2 separate regions of the Mus musculus genome follow, and region 1 is linked to region 2. Evidence: chromatin contacts called from public Hi-C data. All regions are on one chromosome and are shown on one strand. The core of a region is the stretch at or near the end of the contact, and the rest is flanking DNA. Distances in the headings are between cores, read along the strand shown. Region 1 has its middle 16 kb from the start of Abhd12b. Region 2 holds the start of Lrr1 (leucine rich repeat protein 1).

Evidence for each region. A called contact is a pair of places that touch in the nucleus more often than the background predicts.
Region 1: a Hi-C map of CD4 T cells shows a contact between it and region 2, with 4 times the contacts expected there. The contact joins the enhancer-like site here to the promoter of Lrr1 in region 2. A contact is called at or near these places in 1 of 484 Hi-C or Micro-C datasets (CD4 T cells), 2 of 115 datasets of contacts at active chromatin or transcription factors (bone marrow-derived macrophages and memory CD8 T cells) and 1 of 9 other capture datasets (adipose tissue).

Annotation. Positions count from the first base shown.
Region 1 is chr12:70,135,028-70,140,694 of GRCm38.p6, forward strand. No RefSeq gene overlaps it. Among named protein-coding and RNA genes, the nearest start is that of Abhd12b, 16 kb to the right of the region's middle. Within about 2 kb of position 1,269, at least 140 of the 459 cell types and tissues checked have an H3K27ac peak or open chromatin away from gene starts, as enhancers often do. A contact at or near this core is called in adipose tissue, bone marrow-derived macrophages and memory CD8 T cells, where this site is marked.
Region 2 is chr12:69,167,393-69,172,727 of GRCm38.p6, forward strand. Lrr1 (leucine rich repeat protein 1) reads left to right here and starts at 1,422. Exons shown (of 4, transcript NM_001081406.2): 1 at 1,422-1,670; 2 at 4,470-4,568. The coding sequence starts at 1,464.

The DNA.
Region 1 (5,667 bases), core at 19-2,518, 970 kb after region 2:
GCCAAGAGGGAGGTCACGTGGGCTGCAACCAATAAGATCATACAAAAGGGACTGCCCAAGTTTGTTTGAGCTGACAACATGCCAGATGCCATACATGGGGCTGTAAGATTTACTGTTTGCCCCCATTGGGTTGCAGTCTCGCTTTTTGATCTGACCACTCTTTCTCGTCTTCTCCCTTATCGATTGAGAATCCTTACTAGGTATTGTCTTCTGTTAGAAGTACAGGACTTGACTTGGCAGGGGCTTACAGAGTTTACCTTGAGTCTCAGAGATTTCAACTTAATACTTTTAAATAGTGCTCAAACTGTTCATTTTGGGGGACTTTTAGAAATGGGCTATGCGCATTTTGCATTGCAAGATGGTGATGTGTCTCCAGGGGCCAGAGGCAGGATATTATGGTTTGACTATGAGATCTCATCTCCAGGCTTGTCTGCTGAACACTTAGTGCCCAGCTATTGTTAGAGCTGTTTTAGGAGGTAGTGGAAACACTGGGGCCTGGCAGGAGGAGGTAGGTCACCAGGAACACACCTGGTCCCTAGTGCTCGACTCTCATTCTCGCTGTGTCCTGTTTGCCATGACTTCCCCTCCCTACCGTGGTAGACAGACAACCTGGAACCATGAATTAAAATGAATCTTCCTTTCCTTTGTTTACGCCAGCTGTTCTATCGCAGCAGTGAAACAAAAGCTGGCTGACATAGAATTTCATTGCAAAGGATCTCTGAGACGGAACCAGACCTTCGTGATGTAAGACTGACAGCTCTTACTTTTATGAACCCCCTGGGTGGAGGTGATGCCAGTATCCCGGTTTGTAGCTTTCAAGTGGGCTTCTGTTTTAGAGTCACCCTAAAGAGCGCATTTCTGATGAGACGTGAGCTGCGGAGAAGGTGATATTTGAAAACCATGTGAGTGACCAGGCTTTCGTTTGCAGTTTGATCTGATAAACCTACACACTGGAACCCACAACACACAGTATCGGATTTTCTCACTTCCCAGACCTCGTCCTAGACTCCACACACTTGCCACCCATCTCCCCTATCCGGTTACAAGGCATTGTCAGTGCCCAGAACGCCCTCACCTCTGGAACCTTGAACTCTGAAATTCCACCCTGCCCTGGGCTTCATATCCATCTCCACTCCTGTGTGTCACCTCTCCAGGCTCCAATCGTCCCAGGGTGCCATCAGTTCTGCCTGTCTCAGAGCCCCAGATGCTCTTGTCACTCAGGACACATTCACCACCAGGAACTACGTCCTTGCCCCTGTCTCAACACATTCTCATTTTGGGTCCAGCCATCTGTCTGTTCTCATTGGTCCTTACACTAGGGGTGGGTGTATCACACAATCCTGCAGTTGGCTGCTAGTTCACATTACAAATCTCAGGCCTTGGCTGGACACTCAAGACCACCTGAACACACTCACTGTCCCAGGCAGCTCTGAACAGTCACCCTGAGCTGACCCACGAGGGATAACAAGTCACCCCACAAGCTGTATTATCAAGATGTCTTCAGAAGTTCATTTCTCCTTCAGTGACTGCGACGTGTGTTTCCTCCTTTTATTTTCGCTTTCCTTTTCAGCTTCTTAAACAGATTACTTCTTGTGAGACGGCGCATTAAAGAGCTTAAGAAAACATCAAGGTTTACCACATCCTTATTGTGTACTGGCGCTGTTCTCCGGGCTAAGCATACAGTGGAGAACAGCCAAGCAGCCCCAGTCTCACGCGTCTATGAGAAGCAAGGGACAGGAAACCTGGCCAAATAGACACAATTAGCTTTATGTATTTATGACTTTACGACCACAGGTTCAATCAAGGGTCTTGTTTGAAACAGATAGGTCTTTAAGGGTTTTATATGTGCTGAATTGGAAATACAGACATGTACAAATATATATATATATATGCATATTTTTGTATATGTACATGTATACACACATGTATAGGTATAGGTATAGGTATAGGTATAGGTATAGGTATAGGTATAGGTATAGGTATAGGTATAGGTATATGTATAGGTATATGTATAGGTATATGTATAGGTATACTTTCTTGTTGATATTTTATAGAAACTATAACACAACACCTATCTGCATACACACTTACATTGTATTATAAGGTACAATTTAAAGTATGAAGAGGGGATGTTTGTAGGTTTGCATACAACTGATATTAATTTGATATAAGGGGGCTCAAGCATCTGCAGAATCTTGTCTCCATGGGAACCGATCTCTGTGTTTCTCTAGGGACAACTGCACTGTGTCATAAGGCGAGGAGCCTGCAGTGTCTGGGGCACAGTGGAGGCAGGGGGGCTGATGTGGAGAGTGTTCCAGGGGCGTGCTGGAGGCAGACAGCCTGGGCTCAAATGCCAGGTCTTAAACTACATTTCGGACTATGGGCAAGTTACCTAACTTTAAAATGAGAATTCTTATAACACTGAATATCATAGTTATATATCTTATAACACTGAATATATATATTATGTTTGTCCTCTTGTGTCGCCTTGACCATATGCTAGACATCAGGTATCGGAGAGAGGTTGGTTTGGCTTGTGATCCTAGCAGCTGCAAAGTCTATGTAGCCAAACAGCATAGTGTCATGAACTCTCGCAAGGGTCCTTCCGGGGCCGCACAGTGCAGTGGAGATGTAGTAAGGAAGGCTGCTGTACTCTGAAGGCTCAGTCACGCATACGGGCAGGAGTCAGGAAACTAGGGAGAAGCTGGCTCACTTTCCACGACAGCTTCCTGTTGCAGAAAGGAGTCCAGTCCTGTGAGAACTGAATTAATCCCTACTGAGGACGGAGGACTTGACCTTTCTAGATCACCACTTCATGGCTTCGCTGCCTCTCAATACGACTACATTGTTGACCAAGTATGTAGTACACACACCTTTGGCAGACAAGTGGAACCCAAACCGCAGTAGGATTAAATGACTGTGTTCATACAGGGAGTTTCCTCTGGTAGGCCCTGTGTAATTACCAGATCCATCATTTTAAATCCTGGGTTTTATCATGGTCACCCGTGCCCTAGAGGCAGAAGAGGATTTTCCGTGAAGGTAAAGGCTCAGGCTTGCTTGTTTTATTCCAGCCCTGAGAGCCTCTAACAACGCGTTCTCATGGTGTACAGTGAGTCCTGAGTTACGGTTGCCTAAGATACTGTCTTTTTATCTGTATTGGCTAACATGGAGGTGAACAAAGGCCCTTGTGGGGCTAGCTAAAAGCAAGTGGGGTTGGGGACATGGTTTGGCCTTACTGGTGGAGGTCCACGCAACTCTTTCCTTCCTGGGATGGGATGACTCCCATCATCCACTGGGCCATGGGACAGGCAGCAGCATCCACTGGTAGACTAAGTCCCATAGTACTTTGGCTGCAGAAGTATGGGGGTCGAGCTGAGCAGTTAGAACTGGTCAGAACCCTCCAGTAATCGTCTCATGTATGGAATTTGTTTTTTTTTTTTTGTTTGTTTTGTTTTTTTTTGTTTTTTGAGACAGGGTTTCTCTGTGTAGCCCTGGCTGTCCTGGAACTCACTCTATAGACCAGGCTAGCCTCGAACTCAGAAATCTGCTTCCCTCTGCCTCCCAAGTGCTGGGATTAAAGGCATGCACCACCACTGCCTGGTTCATGCATGGAACTTTAAATGGAGGATATGATTCTTGATGAACTCAAGGCAGAAGTGCCAGGCATGAATATGAACACCTTTAATCCCAGCACTCGGGAGGCAGAGGCAGGCAGAGTTCTAAGTTCAAGGCTAGTTTGGTCTACATAGTGAATTCCAAGATAGCCAGGGCTACACAGAGAAACCCATCACAAAAACTAAACTAAACTAAACTAAACTAAACTAAACTAAACTAAACTAAACTGAACTAACAAAAGAAACTTTGTTCAGTGTTTAGACTCTACATACATTGTTGCAGGCTGACTGTGAGTGCCCCCCTCCCCCCGAGCATGTATTGAACCCTGACCCCAGTGGGCTGATATTTGGGGATGGGGTATTTGAGAGGTTACCAGCTTTAGGTAAGGTCATGGTGGTGTATACTGCACCCCCCTATATAACATTAGTGTCTTACTTCACTCTCCCCAGTTTCTGGTTGCTTTCCCCCCTCTCTTTAATTTGTGAAGATACAGCAAGAAGGCACCTGCCTATTAGCCAATGAGCTGAGTCCTGCCCAGAGCTACTCTACCTCTAAGCTAAGATTTAAAACTACATAACTACATATATATGCATATATGTACATATATATGTATGCATATATATATATAGTTAAAGCGTAATTTAGAAGTTAAAGCTTAGTTTAATTATATATATGTATATATACATATATATACATATATATATATACGCACACACACATGCTATCAGTGAGAACCTTGAGGAACAGAATGCCAATGCAGAGATATGTATCAGTGCTACAATTAAAAAGAACTTGAGAGGCAGAGGCAGGAGGATCACCATAATTTTAACAATATTGTCTACATGGTAAGTTCTAGGCCAACTAGGACTACATGAATGAGTTTTGTGAATACACTGAGAACATTGAAGTGTAAACTATGTATTGATTGATGGACTGACTGATTGAGACTAGGTTTCACCATGTAGCCATGTCTGGTCCGGAACTTGATATGTAGAGTCACAGAGATCTAGCTCATGAATGCTGAGATTAAAAAAAAGCATGATGACTCCCAGCTGAACCATAAATGTTAAATGGGTGGATTTTATAGCATGTTAAAGTTATCACAATGAGAGCCAGGTGTGGTGGCACACGCCTTTAATCCCAGCACTCCGGAGGCAGAGGCAGGCGGATTTCTGAGTTCGAGGCCAGCCTGAGTTCCTGGACAGCTAGGGCTACATAGAGAAATCCTGGCTTGAAAAAACAAACAAACAAACAAGAAAACAAAAACAAAACAAAAAAAGTTATCACAATGAAACTGAAAGACAACAAAGGGAGGAAGGAGGAGGGAGAGCAGTCCAACTGCCCCACTAGAGAGGCCACACAGAGAGGCCACAGAGAGCAGAGGCTACAGCCTCAGACGAGGAAGGAGAAAGTCCTAACACCCACATCAAGGCTCTGAGCAGCCCCAGCCCAGCGCCAAACAGCAACTATGTGTGAGAACCAAAGCTAGCTGAGCAGCCATGCCGGCTGAGCTCAGCCTGCACTGATGGCCACACATAACAGACGTGCTTCCAGCCCACTAAATGTTGAAGCTTCTTGTCCTACAGCAATGGACAACAAACCAGCCATCAGGGAAGATACTGTAAAATGGATCTGAGAACAAAGGGGGTGCGGCATTAAAAGAAAATACAGCTGAATTCCTCTATGAACAGGGTATGAGGCAAATGTTCTATTTGTGCCCCAAAATGAAGGTACACCAAGATAAAATATTGTTACATTTATTCGCTTTAATATTGTTTAATCTTTTGCAGAGCAAAACCTCCATGAACAAAGTCAAAGGATGTATATCAGCATACGAGGACATATTTACAACCTGTATTATAGAAGAAGAAGAAAAAAAAGACCAAAATGGAGGCGTGGCACGATGCTCAGAATGTAAAAGGGTTTGTTCTGCAAACATGAGTTCAAATCCTAGCACCCAGCAAACAGCCCAGTATGGCTGTGCCTGCCTACAGGCCTAGCATTAAGGGCAGAGACAAGCTGATCCCAGGAGCTCACAGGCAGGCCACTCCA
Region 2 (5,335 bases), core at 172-2,671:
TTGCTTAAATATAATTTTTCCATAAGCCTGAGAATGCTGCTAATGTTTTGATGTGCCGGGCTGTGGTGGCGCACGCCTTTAATCCCAGCACTTGGGAGTCAGAGGCAGCTGGATTTCTGAGTTTGAGGCCAGCCTGATCTATAAAGTGAGTTCCAGGACAGCCTGGGCTATACAGAGAAACCCTGTCTCGAAAAACCAAAAAATGAATACATAAAATAAAATAAATGTTTTGATGCTCTATCAGGGAGCATATGTCAAGTCCCAGCAGAGCTTTAGGTGACAATGCCTGGAGAAAAAAATGTTAAGCAACTAAAAACATATGAATGTGTAAGAGAATTTTTTGTGGTGGGGTGCAAATTGATTGTCTTTGCCTATCTCCTGAATACGTGGTTTTGAGGATGTGAAACCAACACGGATACAATTCACCATGTTATATGTAAACAGGGATGTCCGTTGAAGGCTAAATCATAATTTTGAATTTTGCCACGGTTAAATTGAAAATTGGTATTTCTGAAAGCCATTTCACAATTGCAAGTGTGTAACTTGTATTAATTGTTTACTACAAGGTAAGGCAAGGGGGTTTTCTAATGCACCACTTCACCTGAGAGTAAGCGCTTCCCTAGCCCGGGGTCAGATAGATAGATAGATAGATACACAAATAAACAAACAAACAAACAAATAAATAAGTGTCGCTGAGCAATTTCGTAGCTTTTACTTGAAAGTTGATACCGAGGACATTGAAGGTAAGACAACCCGATGTGTGCAGTGTTTTTTTTTTTTTTTTTTTACATATTCACTTTACATCCCGCTCATCCCCTCCCACAACCCTCCCCTCACTCCCCTTCTCCTCTGACCGGGTGGGGGACCCTCCAGGGTATCTCCCACCGCCACGGGCTCAGTAAATGAGGCGTGAATGTGGGTCTCCACTGCCTTTCCAAGGCCGACCATGGCTGCAAAGTAAAGTTTGCTCAACAGGAATTGCCTTGCCAGTTATTGTCACCTAAAGCTCCGCTCTGACTTGCAATGCCCAACAAGAATGCTTTCTCGCTGGGGTGTGTGTCTATAAACAAGGTGACACCAGCCTTCCAGCTATCCCCATCCCCGGGTCCGCTGGCCTCTAGCAAAGGGCGCGGGAAACACCAGGACGGGCAGCACACACCCACACCTACCACGCCCCCAGCTTAAGGACATGGTGCCCTCGGCGGCCGCCTGTCCGAAAACAGAGGACAAATCCTCCGGGCGCTCCGGAGCACGCAGAGGTTCTGTCATTAAAAGTTAAATAATGCTAAAACATGGGCATTCCACCATTCTACGTGGAAACTGGAGTGGGACTCCGAGAAGCCACAAAGCCGATGGGTTTAGGCGCACCATGGACACCTCTATCGCGAGGACCCCGGCAGACCTGTCAGGCGGGAGGCGCCAAGTTTTAAAGCCTGCGGGCCAGCGGGCGACTTAGCTGCAAGATGAGGCTGCCCTGCGAGGTGGAGGTCCGTAGCTGTCATTTGCCAACCTTAGGGCTCAAGAGCCGAGGCAAGGGCGTGCGAGCGGTGGTGAGCCTGTGCCAGGCCCCGGGCAGGAATGAGCTGCAGCCTGAGGCAAGAGCAGAGCCGGGCGGCCACGCCTGCCTGCTGGTCTCCACCATGAAGGACAGGCAGGGAACCAGCTACAAGGTACGCGCCCCCAGCGTCTTGAGCACCCACGCCTCCTTACTTTAGCTGCTGGCTTCTGCGGGTATGAGTTGGTAGACAGCGATCCCGCCGGGGTACAAGCCTCCGACACTGAAGCAGAGCAGCATATGAGGCTTTTGGTTAAATCTCCAGCACACAGAAAATGCATGTAACAATGAATACTATCCAAACTTGAGTGGTTGTTATTGTTGTTGTTGTTGAAGAGGTTTGCCACATGTATCCTCTCTGTTATTTGTTTAGAAAATGCTTGACCCGACTTAGGTCCAGAGACGGGTGGCCAACTCCAGTCTAGTCTGTCTGAACCGGAGGTTTGAAAACGAGGTTTATAAAATCCGTTTTCCTCCATTACCAGGCAGTGCTATTTGATCAAAACAAGATGTCTTTGTGTCAACTATGAATGGAGATAAGGGAATGAGTCCCTCACCCTGCATCTGATTTTTTAGCGGATGTTATGTTTTCGGGATTCTTTTTTTTTTTTTTTTTTGGTTTTTCAAGGCAGGGTTTCTCTGTGTAGGCCTGGCTGTCCTGGAACTTACTCTGTAGACCAGGCTGGCCACGAACTCAGAAATCCGCCTGCCTCTGCCTACCAAGTACTGGGATTAAAGGCGTGCACCACCACGCCCAGCTGTTTTCGGGATTCTTTACCTCACATATTATAATCCACAACAAATGCTTAGTTGAGAGAAGAGAGCATTATCTTATTCAAGTTACTTATTTTTATTTATTCATTCATCCATTTAATTTTGGAGTGTTGGGGATGGAGCCCAGGACCTTGTGCATGTTAGGCTAGTAGTGGTAAGGAGGACCTTGACTTCCTGATCCACATGCCTCTACAGCCCGCCCAAGTTCTGGGGTTACCACTACACACCTGGTTTGTACTACTGTGTTGAGGGCAGAACCTAGGGCTTTATGCATGACAGGCAAGATAGGCAAAGATTCTACCATTTTAACAACGTCTTCCACCCAGGCATTAATCTAAATCCTGCCTGTCTAGGCTATTAAGGAGTCTGGTTCTATGTTGTCTTTTATCCTGTCCTTCAGCTAAGTTCAGCTAAGACTTTACACTGCAGTTCTAGGAGAAAAAAAAATTAAATGTATACATGTATGTATTGAGACAAGGTCTTGCTCTGTAACTATGGCTGGTCTGGAGCTCACTGTAGACCAGGCAGGCTTCAAACTCATAAAAATTTCTGCTGTTTCTGTCCCATCTGTCCCAGTTGCTGGGATTAAAGGCACGCGCCAGTTCCAAGAGCCAGTTGTTGTTGTTGTTGTTGTTTTAAAACAGGCTCTTACTATGTGTAGCTCAACTGTCCTGGAACTCTGTAGATCTGGCCTGGAATTCACAAAGATCCATATAGCTGTGAATTCCTGAGTTCTGGGATTAAAAGTGTGAGCTACCACACCTAGCTTTCCAGGAAGAATTTAATGCAGATCTAATTGTTTCTTCAATCCTTTAATGAATTTCATGGTTCTTAAATCTTTTTTTTTGTTTTTGTTTTTGTTTTTGTTTTGTTTTGTTTGTTTTCTTTCTTTCTTTCTTTCTTTTTTTTTTTTTTTTCGTTTTTTGAGACATGTTTTCTCTGTATAGCCTTGGCTGTCCTGGAACTCACTTTGTAGACCAGGCTGGCCTCAAACTCAGAAATCTACCTGCCTCTGCCCCCTCCTCCACCCCCTCCTTCTCCATCAGTGTCAGGATTAAAAGCATGCATGTGCCACCACTGCCTGGCAGTTCTTGAACTTTCTTGACTCTTGGTTGTTTTCTTTTCATACTCAGCTGTGCCCATCCCCCCAGAAAACCTTCTTATCCAACCTACATTTCTGAATCCTTGACTCCTTACAGTTACAAGCTCTCCTTCCTTACAGTTACAAGCTCTCCTTCCTGGCTTTTCCTGTGTTCCCTTCACCTGAAGTGCTCTTTCCCTCTAACCCAGTGATCAGTGCCCTGGCTTTTATTTCTTTAACACCACATTTCTACTCCAAACTGGGAAAGGTTTCCTGCTTTCCTTTTGTTGTGCTTATTTAATAACCATCTCGTTCAGTACCTGCTGTCATCATACCATTCTGTTTGTTTTTGAGACAGGGTTTCACTGGGTAGCCCTGGCTGTCCTGAAACTCACTCTGTAGACCAGGCTGGCCTTAAACTCAGAAATCAGCTTGCCTCTGCCTCCCAAGTGCTGGGATTAAAGGCATGTGCCACCACTGCCACCACTGCCTGGCCACCATACCATTCTTACTAAATACCGCTCCAAAGTTCTCATTATGCCTGGTACATAACTGCCTCTCAGTAAAGAGTTGTTGAAGTCTAAAGCAGAAAACATATGTTATGAAAAGGGTTGAGATCAGTTATGCCAGCTGTTGATGCAATACAGAGGTTAACATGGCAACAAGACAAGCTTTCTGCTCTGGTGGAGCTTGCAGATAATCTGGTGGCAGGCATGGTCTGAGGGACCAAGAGGAAGGTAGGGAGCTTACTGCTGGCACTTGTGACCATGGCCATGTGACTGGGTTGGAAAAGAGGAAAACATTCTCTAAAAAATGAAGGAAAGTCTCAGCAGACACAGCAGTAATGCCTAGTGTCGGCTGGCTGGAAGATGTAACTATTCATCTGCTTAAAAAAAAAAAAACAAAAACAAAAACTTCATAAAACACTGAGACATGGGACTAAAAGCTAAACTAAAACCTGGAAGAAGATTGGCACATTCTACTCTCAGCGAGTGTTATTGAATAGTAATTCTCCTTTTGTGTCCCTCCTTCAACCCCTTCCCCTCTGTTTCTAATTAGCTAAGAGAGAACATTGAGCAGCTCTTCACCAAATTTGTGGATGAGGGGAAAGCCACTGTCCGGCTAAAGGAGCCTCCTGTGGACATCTGTCTGAGTAAGGTATGATATTGGAAATAGTAACAAATATGCAAGCCAGGTGCAGCATCAAATGTGTGTGATCCCAGCATTCAGAAAGCAAAGGTGGGAGGGTTTTTGTAAGCCCAAGGCTAATGTAATCTACAAGTCAAGTTCTTGGCCATCCAGGGATATACAGGGAGACTATATCCCAAAACAAAGATTGTTTGGCTGTTAAAGCATCTTGACAGCCTGTAGAGATGAGCTTGGGCTACACCGCTGCACGCATGCACTGCCCCTCCCCCCCACCAGTTAATTCTAAAATGCCTTGGGTACCTCAAAGGCTGGGTACTCCTAAACCTTCCCCTGCTACCCTAGGCCCAATGGGGAAGTGGCCAGTGGCCACCCACCCAAATTCTCACACGGCTAATTTACTTTCTCTCCTGCAGCGCCTGCTTCCCATCCTTGTCCCCCCAAGTCATGGTGATTCTCTGTCTCCCTTTTCCCAGTTCTTAGCCCACACTACTCTAAGGGTCCCGCCCTGTCTCCCTTTGCCTAGCCATTGACTGTTGGCATCTTTATTGATCCATCAAAAACCAAGTGGGGACAAGGATCTTCAGCATTTGGATGCACAGATTGCCGATTAAATCAAAGCATTAGAACCAATCCCCAACACCTCACCTTTTCTGTCCAAATAAAAAAAAAAAAGCTCTCAGGCATAAAGTGAGCATAATTATATATATTATATATGTATAATTATATAAATTGTAGAGTATGATATACAATTAACATCCAATCCATATTTGTCAAGT